Regions from separate parts of the Sus scrofa genome. Here regions 1, 2 and 3 are each linked to region 4. A link is a contact called in public Hi-C and HiChIP or PLAC-seq data. All regions are on one chromosome and are shown on one strand. The core of a region is the stretch at or near the end of the contact, and the rest is flanking DNA. Distances in the headings are between cores, read along the strand shown.

Region 1 (2,937 bases), core at 340-2,839, 140 kb after region 4:
AGGTCGCAGACATGGCTTGGATCTGATGTTGCTGTGGCTGTGGTGTTGGCCAGTGGCTACAGCTCCAATTGGACCTCCAGCCTGGGAATCTCCACATGCTGTGAGTGCAGCCCTAAAAAAACAAAAAGCCAGACCAGGCCTGAGCTGTAGCTTAGGTTCACTCTTAACTGGCTCCAGGAGCACCCGGAGCAGCAGACTTACTGCTGTCTTAATTTCTGCTGTCTTCCCAGGACCTAGCTCTGTACCTGGCACAGAGAAAGGGCTCCATAAATACTGAATGAAGGAACAAATGCTAGAAACACAGAGATGAACAAGAAATGAACCTCCATCAAGAAGCAGGTAGATATGAATGGGAAGAAGTGTCTAACATCGACAGTACAGGTGATAAAAGCCCAGTGGTAAGGTCAGAGGAAGAGAGGTCATTTACTCTGGGAAACTTGCTGTAGAAGAAACGTTTCTGGCTTGGGCAAGTGCAAGACAGTGGTGCTAATCCCTTAGACAAAGAACCTGCAGGTGGGGGTGTTTGGGGGGGGGCTGGAGGAGAGAGGCTGGTTGGAACAGATGCCTTGGGATCTCCATGTGGAGATGTTCAGTGGGCAGGGGGATGTGCGGGTCTGAGGCTCAGAGGTGACTGGGCTGACAGGCGTGACATGCATTTAGGAACATATGGATGATATGTTGAATAGAACTAGCTGAGATTGAACCTTAGGAAACGCCAACATTTAAATGGGTGGGCAGAGGAAGAGGGACCTGCAGAAGAATGGGAGAAGGTGCAAAGCTGGAGTGGGTGGAGTCAAGAGTGCCTCAAACGGAGGAATGGTCAAGAGATCGGATTAGAACAAAGAAGCCAAGGGGAGGCCATCACCAACTTTACCCTCTCCTCACCCATCCCTGAACGGACACGGTAGCATCCTCCTCTTTAGTACTGAAATTCCTTCCCTTCGACCCTGCGATCCCAAATGTATCCACTCCTTCAAGGACAAGGGAAGAAGAAAGGAACCTTACAGTGTCTCCTGCGAACACAAATGCTTTCTCCAAAAGCGCTTTCAAATTCTCGCGGTAGCTTCGTGAGGATCCGTGTGAGTAACCCATCTCAGAGACAGAGACTTGGAGGCTTTCATTCACTCGCCCTGGGTCCCAAAGCCAGCAAGGAGCAAAATAGGGATTCGAACCCAGCCCACAGAACTTCAGAGCCTCTGCAGAGTCAAGAGCAGGAAGCAAGGGAGCCAGGAGGCGAGACTGCTCCCTCAAAGGCTCCCCCGCGCCCAAGCTTCTGCACAAACACAGAAGGAGGAATTAACGCTGGGACCCGAGCCCAGCTCCAAGGCGGGAGAACTTCCTGGGGGCGGCCTCAGGCCGGGGCAAGCGTACACCACAGACTGAGGGAACACGGATCTGGAAGTGCAGGTCGCTCCCGGGACCACCGGCTCGCCGCACGGGTTCTCAGGCTCGGTCTCCAGCCCCCGCGCCTCCCCGCCTTCCTCGCGCCCTCGGCACTCACCCGTGGGCCAAAATTCCCCGCCTCCACGTGAGAGCCCGCGCCGCCGTGACCCGGAAGTCAATCTCGACTCGCGGGGCCGGCCCCGCGAGATACGTCTCCTTCCGGGGCGCGGCCGTGCGTGGAGCGCGGTTGCCGTGGAAACCGCGGCCATGGCGGCGCCCGGGTTGGGAGGCCGCACCGCCCAGTGCTCAGAAGGAGTCGTCTCGGCGGAATCATCCGTCACCGCCAGAACGCCAGTGTCGGTCGTATCCCACGTGTCCCTCGAGCTGCCGGTCTCGCCGGGGCAGGTTGCAGAGCCGCCCAACAAGAACCTGTGGGAGCAGATCTGTGAGGGTAGGCAGCCTGGGCCGGCCGAGATGGGGGAACTCAGGCAGCCCCTTGGGGGCCGCGCGTCTTGGGAACCTTCTGTGCGCCAGGAGGCTGACCTTCCAGCAGCCTTGCAGGCAGCCTCGCCGCGCGCCCGCGGACAGGCTCCAAGAGGCTTGCCTGAGGTTACGCCTCGCAGCCTCCAGCATGGATCCATAGTCCGGTCGAAGGCAGGGGAATGCGGGATAAAGGGAACCAGGTGGTGTGGACCATTGGTGCCCCAGTCTCACTTAGTGAACAAGAAAGAATCGCAGGTGTTGATGAGGAGCTTGTTGAAAACATAGGTTCCCAGCCTGCTTTACATGTAGACAGTCTGGCCCACACGTTGAGCAAGCGTGGTCCAAGACAGACTTGGCTTTAACCCTCCTCTACTTCTCACCTCCCTTAAAATCCCCAAGCGCAGTTTAGCTCACCCTCTTTTATGGGGCCCTGCGTACCCTTGGTCCTGAGGCCCAAAGTACTCTTCACAGACATGGGACCAGTGAGGCATACCACCGGGATGTTGCAGGTTGGGTTCCAGACCACTGTCCGTGGTAAAGCCAGCACGGGAGTTTTTTGTTTTCCTACTGCATATGAAAGTTCAGTTTATATCTAAGTTCCCTTCCGGCGCAGCGGATTAAGGATCCGGCGTTGCCGCAGCTGTGGTCCAGGTGGCAACTGTGGTGTCGGTTCAGTCCCTGGCCTGGATGCTCCACATGCCTGGGTGCCAGCAAAAAAAAAAAATTGTGTTTACACAATACTGCAGTCTGTTAAGTGTATGGTATGATAGCATGTCTGAAAGAACACTGTACATCTCAGTTGGGAAATACTTTATTGCTTAAAAAAAAAAAGCGTCATCTTTTTTGCAGTAGTAACAACAAAGACCACAGTTCACCAAGACAAATATAATATTAATGAAAAAGTTTGAAATATTGTGGGGATTACCAAGTGTGACAGACACAAAGTGAGCAAATGCTGTTGAGAAAATGACACTAATGGTAATTATTATTATAAACATGATAATAACCTTGCTTGACACAGGGTTGCCCCAGATCTTCAATGTGTAAAAAAAAACTCAGTACCTTCTAAGT
Region 2 (2,749 bases), core at 79-2,578, 210 kb before region 4:
TGTCATTGGCTCAACAACAGAGCATTAAAATTCATGTTCAACAATCCTCTGGGTTTTGCCTGCACTCACACACTTAAAAATAAAACTGAGGCTCACTGCTAGAAGCTCTCAAATGCATCATTTTATATTCGTGTTTTCCCAAAATGTGAAACACATATCAACGATGTGTGACTTCAAATGGTTTATGGGACGATCTTAAGTGGCTATGCACATGCATTAAATAACACTCATGTTATTTAGTTATTCTCTTCCAATCCTTTTGCTTTCATCAACGAGGCTGTAAAGGTGACATAACTTGAACACTTCCTAACGCTTGTTAACCTCCCATTCTTACCAGAAAGACAGGTTCAAGCCTTGGTAGGCAGCAGTATCTAATACAACAACTTGTGTTCAGCGTATTTATTTTTTTTACAAGTACTTTACTTGGGACGTGCGATCCTGGTTCTCCGCTTACCGTAAAGATAGGGTTTCCGTGAAATCATTTAATTTAAAAACAGAACACGGTTTAATTTTTTAAAAAGTGATAAAAAATACAAGTGGTACTGCGATAATGCAACCATCCTGAAGGTGGTAGACGAATGACTTAACTTCCAGAAAACGACCTCACAATTTTGAGGCCGCTGGGACGAAATGAGGAGAGGAGCCAGGATCCAAGCCCAAGTCTCTCTCGATGCTCCACCAATTTCGTGCTTCTCAAAATATGCAAATGCATACGAAGCATTCGAAGGGCTAGTTAAAATACAGACATGGCGACTCAGTAGGTCAGGCGAGGGACCTGAGAAACCGCATTTCTACCAAGCTCCCTTGGGGAGCTGGGAAGAAGCCGACGCTGCGGATTATGGGAATACACCCACCCATGGGACGCTAAATTTTCAAGGTCGCCAACTTTGCTCAGCCTGGAACGCCGACCACACCTGCAGTGACGTCAGAGAACAGGTGTGCAATTAGGTCATTCCCCCAACCCGCTAACCCGGAACCGGCACCACAGAGCGTCACATCAGAAAACCACTCTCTTCCCGCCCAGCGGGCCGGCGACACATTACAAGCCTAGCCCTGCTTTTCCGCTCGCGCTCGGTCGCAGTCCCGTGACGTATAAACGTCTACGCCGTGACCTCTCCGACCCAAACCTCAGGAGAAAAGTTCATTGCTCGCCAGCCCAGCGCGGGGCAGCCATCGCTCTCACACTTTACCTGAAAGGGGCCGCGGGGCCCCCGTGCGCGGAAGCCACAAGCAGCGAGCCGCCACTGCCCCGGCGTAGCTCATGGCCCCGCAACAGGGTACCCACTCCTTGAATAGTGAGCCCAACTTGCCCTCGGCACTGACTGATGACGTACAGCTGGCGTAAGGCAGATGCAGCCCGCCTCTGCGTAGGTGGAAACGCCCCTAAGCGCCCAGCTTCCACTCGATTGGTTGGGAGTGTCAAATGGAAAGATCCTATTGGATCTGACCATTATCAATCACTCAGGAGCCCGGTGAAGGGTTGCCATGGAGATGAGAACGCTAAATTGTTCTTTAGAAGATAGCGACAGGATTACTACCTAACCTCCGTTCCTGGGAAAGAGGACCGTGAGGGAATTATTTACTGGCATAGCCATCATATTTTATGCTTTACCAGCATAGGAGACTTTTCTCTATTTGTAGCCTTTATCCACTTCCAGAAATTACATTCTGGAATTCAGTTCACTGCATGGTATCTCCAGGTATTTTGGGGGTTGACAGACGATTTTAAATTTCTTCTTAGCCCTTTTCTCTATTTTTTAAATTTTCTACAAAGAACATTATTAATATTATTATATCCACTTTACTGTTAGTGTGAACGTATTGATGCAAATTGGTTTCTTGACGAGAGGGCTGGGGAGGTGAGATTTAGCAACGTATTTCATAATTTTTTTTTTTTTCTTTTGGCCGCCACACAGTATATTAGCGCTCCCGGGCCAGCGATCAGATCCGGGTGGCAGTGGCGACCTTTGTTGCAGCTGTGGTAATGCCAGGTCCTTTAACCCACTATGCCAGGCTGGGGATTGAACCTGAGTCCTGGCACTGCAGATATCAATACCGTTGAGCCACAGCAAGAACTCCACGTATTTCACACTTCTAAAAGTTATTCACCAGTTCCCTGGTGGTCTAGTTGTTGGGACTCCTGGCTCTCACCACTGCGGCCCAGGATTCAACTCCTGCTCTGGAACTGAAATCAAAACTATATCCGGTCTGTTAATGTAGACTCATCAATTGTAACAAACCGTAGCACTCTGGGGGAATGTGGCAGCAGAGGGTATATAGGAAATCTACTTTCCTCACTTTTGCTGTGAACCTAAAACTGCTCTAAGAAAATAAACTAAGAAAAAATTTTGGTGGACATTTTAATAAATGCATATCCATTGATATAGCAATCCTCCTTCTACAACTCTATTGAACAGAAATAATTTTTTGAATGTGTAATCTGTATGAGGGCCAAAAAAAATCAAAGATGCACATCTGGAAGGATGTATAACAAAATGTCCAGTAATGGTAACTTCAGAGGGTTGGAGGTGAGAAGGGGGCTTTCATGTTCTACTTTACACCTTTGGATTATATGTATCTTTTATCCAAGTTATTGCAAAACATTTAAGGCGTTCCCAAGTGGCTTAGTGGTTCAAGGATCCATGTTGTCACTGCCGACTGCTGTAGTGTGGATGCCATCCCTAGCTCAGGAATTTCTGCATGCCTTGGGCATGGGTGGGGCCAAAAAATCCCCACATTTAACATACAC
Region 3 (2,965 bases), core at 24-2,523, 150 kb before region 4:
ATTAGAGGGGTTAGTTATAATACTCATAGGAAGATGCTTATAATACTCATAAGAAAAGTGCCCTTAAACACCCAGCAAAGAACCAAGAAAGACGAATCTCATGCCCTCTGTATGGGAAACCAAGATTGGTGCCCTAAAGGTGACGAGTTGTGATAATACAAGAGGAAGATAAATAAATATCAACTCGAAAATACTTGAATAGCTATTACTGAAAGGCTGAAACTGAACTGATGCCAGCACTGTTGATTATACATCAGAAACGAATTAGCATCAAACCCGGTCTAACTTCTTTCTCTGATTTCTGAACAAGTTGCCAGAGTTTGAGTGTCTTTTCCTTTTCTGCTTCTTCTAAATGCTGCGATCAATCCAATCCGAAGGGCCCAATGCCCATATCTAACTACACTCAAGTTGTACTGTAAATCCAGGTAGCAAAATCTCTATTCTCAAATTGAAACAGAAAAACAAACAAACAAACAAACAAAAAACACTGCACATAAAACCCACAGTGGTGTCTTGTGTTTTGTGAAGGGCAAATAAAAGATACAAATGCTGCAAAGAAGCCTGCCTGGGGACTGGCAACTTTTCTGACTTGGCTGGGTCGCGGTTGTACCCATTTACGTAAAAATTCACAGAGCTGTACCCTAGGTTAGGTACTTCACACATTCCTCTCCCAACTAACCCCACCTACATCCTCTTCTCATTTTACTGCTGAGGTATCTGAGGTTCAGAGAGAGCAAGCCACTTAGCAAAGCTCACACAGCAAGAAAACAGCCGAGGCAGAATTCACTTCTAAGTGCGTCTCATCATAAAGCCTGAGATGGCTGGGAGGCAAGCACCGCGTATCACAATGTTCGGGCTGGCAAGGATCTCACAGCCTTTCGTTTCACGTATGGGACGCGTTTACGAAGACGCCGGGATCCCTCCACCAGAATTGGGACGGCGAACTCACCACGGTCGCGACTCCCATTCAAGCGCGCCGGGGGTTAGAGCATGCGCTCTCTGACCTGGGTGAGGATGGGCTGGAGGGAGGGAGAGCACCAATAAGAAAGACCCGCTGTCCCCCCTCAAGTTGGGGAACCCAGTCCCCGCCGCCCTACCTTGGTGGATGAAGGGCTGCCTGCTGGGTCTGCCGGGTGGGAGCCCACTAGCGCTGGATTCGCTCATGGTTGTGCCCAGCGCCGCCGAGAGGCCGCGGGAGACCAGCTCCAGCCGCCGCCACCTCCCCGCCTTCGCTTCGGGAGCCGGGATTCCAGGTTCCGGCGCTGACGTCACAGAGGCGGGGGCGGGGGCGGGGCGCCGGGCTGCCCTTCCCACGCCCGCCCCGCGCTGGACCACCCGAGGGGCCCGGAGCTGGGAGGCGAGGTGACAGCCGGGGGCGGCGGGAAGGTGCGGTTCCGGCGCGTCGCCCACCCGGGATGGGAGGAGCGGCTGGAGAGCCTGAGAGACCCCGGACGGCTCCATCCAGCGGCCGCGCTGAGGGGCGACCTTCCAGTTTTTAAAAAGTGTAATAAAAATAATCAAAGACTCCAAACAAGTGTATCGAGTAAGTTACCATTTGAGTACAAAAAGGGAAGAAAAAAAAGAAAGGGACCGTACTTGTTTGTAAATACAGAAGATGTCTCTCGAGTGGAGAGCTAGGAGGCTGGGGGAGAGAGGTAGGAGGGAGGATTTTTCTATAATATATATTTTTAAAATTTTGCACCATATCCACATCTCTGCCTCTATCCACGTTTAAAAGATAGAATTCAAAGGAATTGCCAAATAAATACTGAAGAAATTGTATATACATTTGTATATAATACAAGTAACTGCCAAATTAAACAAAGTGTAGCTAAGTCTACTATGCAGAAGAATTCCAAATAATTTCTAGACACTTCAAGGAAGTGGAACCTAACTCCGCCCTCTTTAAGTGTAGACTACATACAGTGACTTCCTTCCAAAGACGACAGTGTGGAAAGGGAGGGCGGGGCAAGTATTTAACTGAATAATCCCTGACAAACACTTTCCCAGACAGATGATCACAAAGTCAGAATCATCAGTGATGTCATATTGATGATATGCATCCTTGATATGATGTGATAGAAATGATATTTTACCTGTGGGGTCTTTCTCCCCCAGACCCATAATTTCAGCCTCATCATGGAAACATCCGACAAACCCCAACTGAGAGACATTCTGCAGGATACCTGATAAGCTCCACAAAACTGTTAGGTCGTTAAAAACGAGGAAAGTCAGGGGTTCTCGTTGTGTCTCAGTGGTTACAAACCTGCCTAGTATCTGTGAGGGTGCAGGTTTGATCCCTGGCCTCACTCAGTGGGTTAAGGATCCGGTGTTGCTGTGAGCAGATCGCAGATGTGGCTCAGATCCCATGTTGCTGTGGCTCCAATTCGCCCCCTAGCCTGGGAACTTCCATATACTGCAGGTGCAGCCTTAAAAAAAATAAAAAAGGAAAGTCAGAAACTGTCACAACCAAGAGGAGCCTAAGGATCCATGACCACTCAAGTGTAAGGTGGCTGCTAGGATGGGATGTGGAACAGGAAAAGTAACATCTAAGCAAATCTGAATAAAATATGGACTTTAATACTCCAATATAAAATAAAAATTGACTTAAATTGGAAAAAATTAAAGTATGGACTTTAATAATAATGTGTAGGCATGGCTCATCTATCACTGATGGGGTAAGAGAGTAATAATCAGAGAAACTGAGTTTGAGTGTATGGAAATTCTCTGTGCTATTCTCAACAATTTTCTGTAACTCTAAAACTATTCCAAGTCAGAAAATTATTTGTTTATTTATTTATTTTGTTTTCAGGGCTGCACCCACCGCTTGTAGAAGTTCCCAGGCTAGGGGTCAAATCAGAGCTGCAGCTGCCAGCCTACACCACAGCCACAGCAACGGGGGATCCAAGCCAGATCTGTGACCTACACCACCACTCACGGCAATGCCAGATCCTTAACCAATTGA
Region 4 (2,756 bases), core at 32-2,531:
AGTGGAGCCACGTTGGTTAGGTTCTAAAGACAGCTCTGAGGACAGCTATGGTGTCTAACCAAAATTATGCCTGACAGTAAAATATTACGTTTTTATTTATTTAATTGATTACATTTTGGTCAGTTTCTCTGGTTCGAAATTCAGTTTCTTGAGGTGGCTGACAAAGGTGCCACCAGAACTGTGATTCTGCTTCTCAGCCTATGGTGGGGAAAATCCCTTATTCACCCTTCCCCTAACTTTAGTGTTTCAGGGTAACTTCCCCTTATCTGTGCATAGTAGACATGCTGTACAGGGCTTGGATTCAGTGGGCATGGTTGAATATGAATCCTGAGTTACCCTACCCCGCCCCCTTACCACCTAAAACTACCACAGTCCCTTCTGTATCCAGAGACCAGCAGCAGGGCCACCTGGAAACCTGTAAGAAATGCAGAAGCCCAGGTCCTGGCCCAGACCTGAATCAGACCCTGCATGGAACAAGATCCCCAGATGAGCCTGTGCAGTTCAAAGGAGAGAAGCCCTACTTTATGATCTACTGCAGAGTCAGTCTCTTGCTGTGGACAGACAGAGCTCTGAAAACAGGAAGGTCACAGAAGGCACGATGTGATCTAAGCTTACCTAGTCACGTACTGCTTCCAGTGAGTACTGACCATTTGCCGGCCATTTTATATGTATCTCCCTTCACTTCCGTCAGAATTATCCTGATTTCACAGATGAAGAAACTAGGATTCAGCGTGATAAACAACACATTCCATTACAGGTTTAAGTGTGTATTATTCTATTGTCTTTTCCTGGGGAGGGCGTCCTCAAAGACACTCAAAAGAATGTGGTTTTCCAACCTCTTTTTTTGTCAGAAAAGACACTTGAAAAGGGAAACAAAAAAAGTGAGGATAAGATGCTGCTTTGTGATTAGCTGTTAACCAACCCGGGCTGGGCGCCTACCAGCCGAAACAGGTGATAATCGCTTTTACTTCAGAGGTTTGCAGTGAGGAGCACATGAAGAGTGAATGCAAGGTGCTCAGTGTAGTTATTTTTTAATCAGAGAAAACACTGGAGCACAGAAGTTCTGCAGCGGAAATGAACATCCACCTTCATAGAAACGCAGGGCTTCGCCAAGACGGAGGAAAGGTGACCTCTGCTTTCTCCAGTTTAGTTCCAGTTGAGAGCTGTCACACTATGATCCAGGGAAGCCCTTAAGGACCCAAGAGGAGGATACCGGAAATGCCTAACTTCCGCAGTGCACAGAGGGGGACGCGGTGGCCCGGGGAAGGGGCGTGGCTTACCGGGTCAAACTGCGAATTAGCCGCGAAAGCTCGCGCCGACTGGGTCCCAAACACCCCCTTTCCACCCCCAGCCGCAGTTAGCGTCCGATACCCCCGCGTGTCTGGATTCTTCACCGCCTCCAGGGGGTCCCGGGGGGTCAGGCAGCCGCCTGCCACTCACACTCCCGACGCAGGCCAGCGCTGCGACAGCCTACTGGGCCGACGCTGCCCCTCACAATCATGGCGGCCGGAGAGGGGCGGGCAGCTCGTGCTTAGAGGGAGGGTGTCCGCCCTTCACAATCATGGCGGCATGGAGGGGGCGGGGTCTGGAAGGGCAAATTGGGCTGGCGGTCCCCGAACTAGCTGTCATGTGACTGGGAAGATGGCCACCTTTCCCTGGTAAGGAAGAAGCGGCGGGTGGGCTTCAGGGGCAGGGTCTCTGTCTCAGTGTGTGTCTCTGCGAGGGAGTGTGTGAACTGCTCTCTATGGGGTTTGGTGGCGGCTCCCACCGCACCCCTGGGTTGTCTTGACCTCAGATCCCCCGCCGCTACTTGGCTTCAGAGAAACCCCCTGAACCGGACGGGTGGGATCTTAGTTCTTTCTCCCGCTACCCCTCCCCCGGCCTCCCACTCTCCCTTCTCCATTCATTCCCTAAAAAAACAACTTCCCCAGCTTCTGCTTTTCCAGAAGTCGGCGCGGGTTCTGGGGCGCTGGATGCAGAGAATGGGAGACTTGGCTATTTCCTGAACGACTCGGTTCAGCTGGGGCAGACTTCCTTTTCTCATCTGTAAAAGGGCTGCCGTGCATCCTGCTCTGTGCAGCGCCTTGCAGCGGGCACTGAGGATGCAGAGCCCTCAGACATACTCCTTTGGCTTAAGGGAGCTGAGAGTTTAGTAGGGGCAGGTACCCAGAATAGAAAGATATCCAAAGAAGGCACCGGGACGAGGCACAACCACACCTGGCGCCTTAGGGAAGGCTTGGGAGAGGAAGAGTCTTCAATTGGGTTTTGGAGGATGAACAGAAGCTCATCCCAGTTAGAAGGAGCTAACTAACTGCGGGTGCCAAGGCTGATGTGCCTGTTGGGGCTTTTGTGGCTGGAGTAGCTAGGAGCTGGGTGCTTCAGGCTCCAGCTGTTTCTACCAGCGTGTGAAGAACTGGAGTAAGTTGTGATGGTAGCAGTAGGATTATCTGGCGACGTGAGCTCTCTGCTACATCTCAGGAAGGGAGATTGTATTCTGATCTTTTTCTGCAAGAGATGTGAAGTGGTTTACATTGAACGAATGAGTGAGCAAATGAAAAAATATACAGCCCTAGACTTTAGAAATACATCCTTTTGGTTTTATGTTTGATAAACAGCTGTCTTCCTCATGTTCACTTCACCTGGCTAACCCTTTTAAGAGTCTTCCTTCAAAAACTTTGATACACCAGGTCAGGATTGGATGCCTCCGAGTGTTTGTAAGCCCTGCCCTGAATTTTCTTTGACCCAGTCCTGCAAAG

Evidence for each region. A called contact is a pair of places that touch in the nucleus more often than the background predicts. HiChIP or PLAC-seq counts read pairs in DNA pulled down with a chosen protein or histone mark.
Region 1: a contact with region 4 is called in an H3K27ac HiChIP or PLAC-seq map of alveolar macrophages. The contact joins the promoter of IQCK here to the promoter of C3H16orf62 in region 4. A contact is called at or near these places in 1 of 5 promoter capture datasets (liver), 3 of 47 Hi-C or Micro-C datasets (heart right ventricle, liver and skeletal muscle) and 2 of 2 datasets of contacts at active chromatin or transcription factors (alveolar macrophages and skeletal muscle).
Region 2: a contact with region 4 is called in a Hi-C map of liver, with 10 times the contacts expected there. The contact joins the promoter of COQ7 here to the promoter of C3H16orf62 in region 4. A contact is called at or near these places in 4 of 47 Hi-C or Micro-C datasets (embryonic fibroblasts, liver and skeletal muscle) and 1 of 2 datasets of contacts at active chromatin or transcription factors (alveolar macrophages).
Region 3: a contact with region 4 is called in an H3K27ac HiChIP or PLAC-seq map of skeletal muscle. The contact joins the promoter of TMC7 here to the promoter of C3H16orf62 in region 4. A contact is called at or near these places in 1 of 47 Hi-C or Micro-C datasets (embryonic fibroblasts) and 1 of 2 datasets of contacts at active chromatin or transcription factors (skeletal muscle).

What each region holds. Positions count from the first base shown.
Region 1 is chr3:26,020,775-26,023,711 of Sscrofa11.1, reverse strand. It overlaps IQCK (IQ domain-containing protein K), which reads left to right and starts at 1,589. Exons shown (of 10, transcript XM_021086532.1): 1 at 1,589-1,834. The coding sequence starts at 1,651. It overlaps KNOP1 (lysine-rich nucleolar protein 1), which reads right to left and starts at 1,597. Exons shown (of 5, transcript XM_021086529.1): 1 at 1,502-1,597.
Region 2 is chr3:26,364,585-26,367,333 of Sscrofa11.1, reverse strand. COQ7 (5-demethoxyubiquinone hydroxylase, mitochondrial) reads right to left here and starts at 1,328. Exons shown (of 6, transcript XM_021086541.1): 1 at 1,191-1,328. The coding sequence starts at 1,263.
Region 3 is chr3:26,304,484-26,307,448 of Sscrofa11.1, reverse strand. TMC7 (transmembrane channel-like protein 7) reads right to left here and starts at 1,273. Exons shown (of 16, transcript XM_021086539.1): 1 at 1,098-1,273. The coding sequence starts at 1,164.
Region 4 is chr3:26,155,862-26,158,617 of Sscrofa11.1, reverse strand. It overlaps C3H16orf62 (UPF0505 protein C16orf62 homolog), which reads left to right and starts at 1,281. Exons shown (of 31, transcript XM_021086527.1): 1 at 1,281-1,658. The coding sequence starts at 1,570.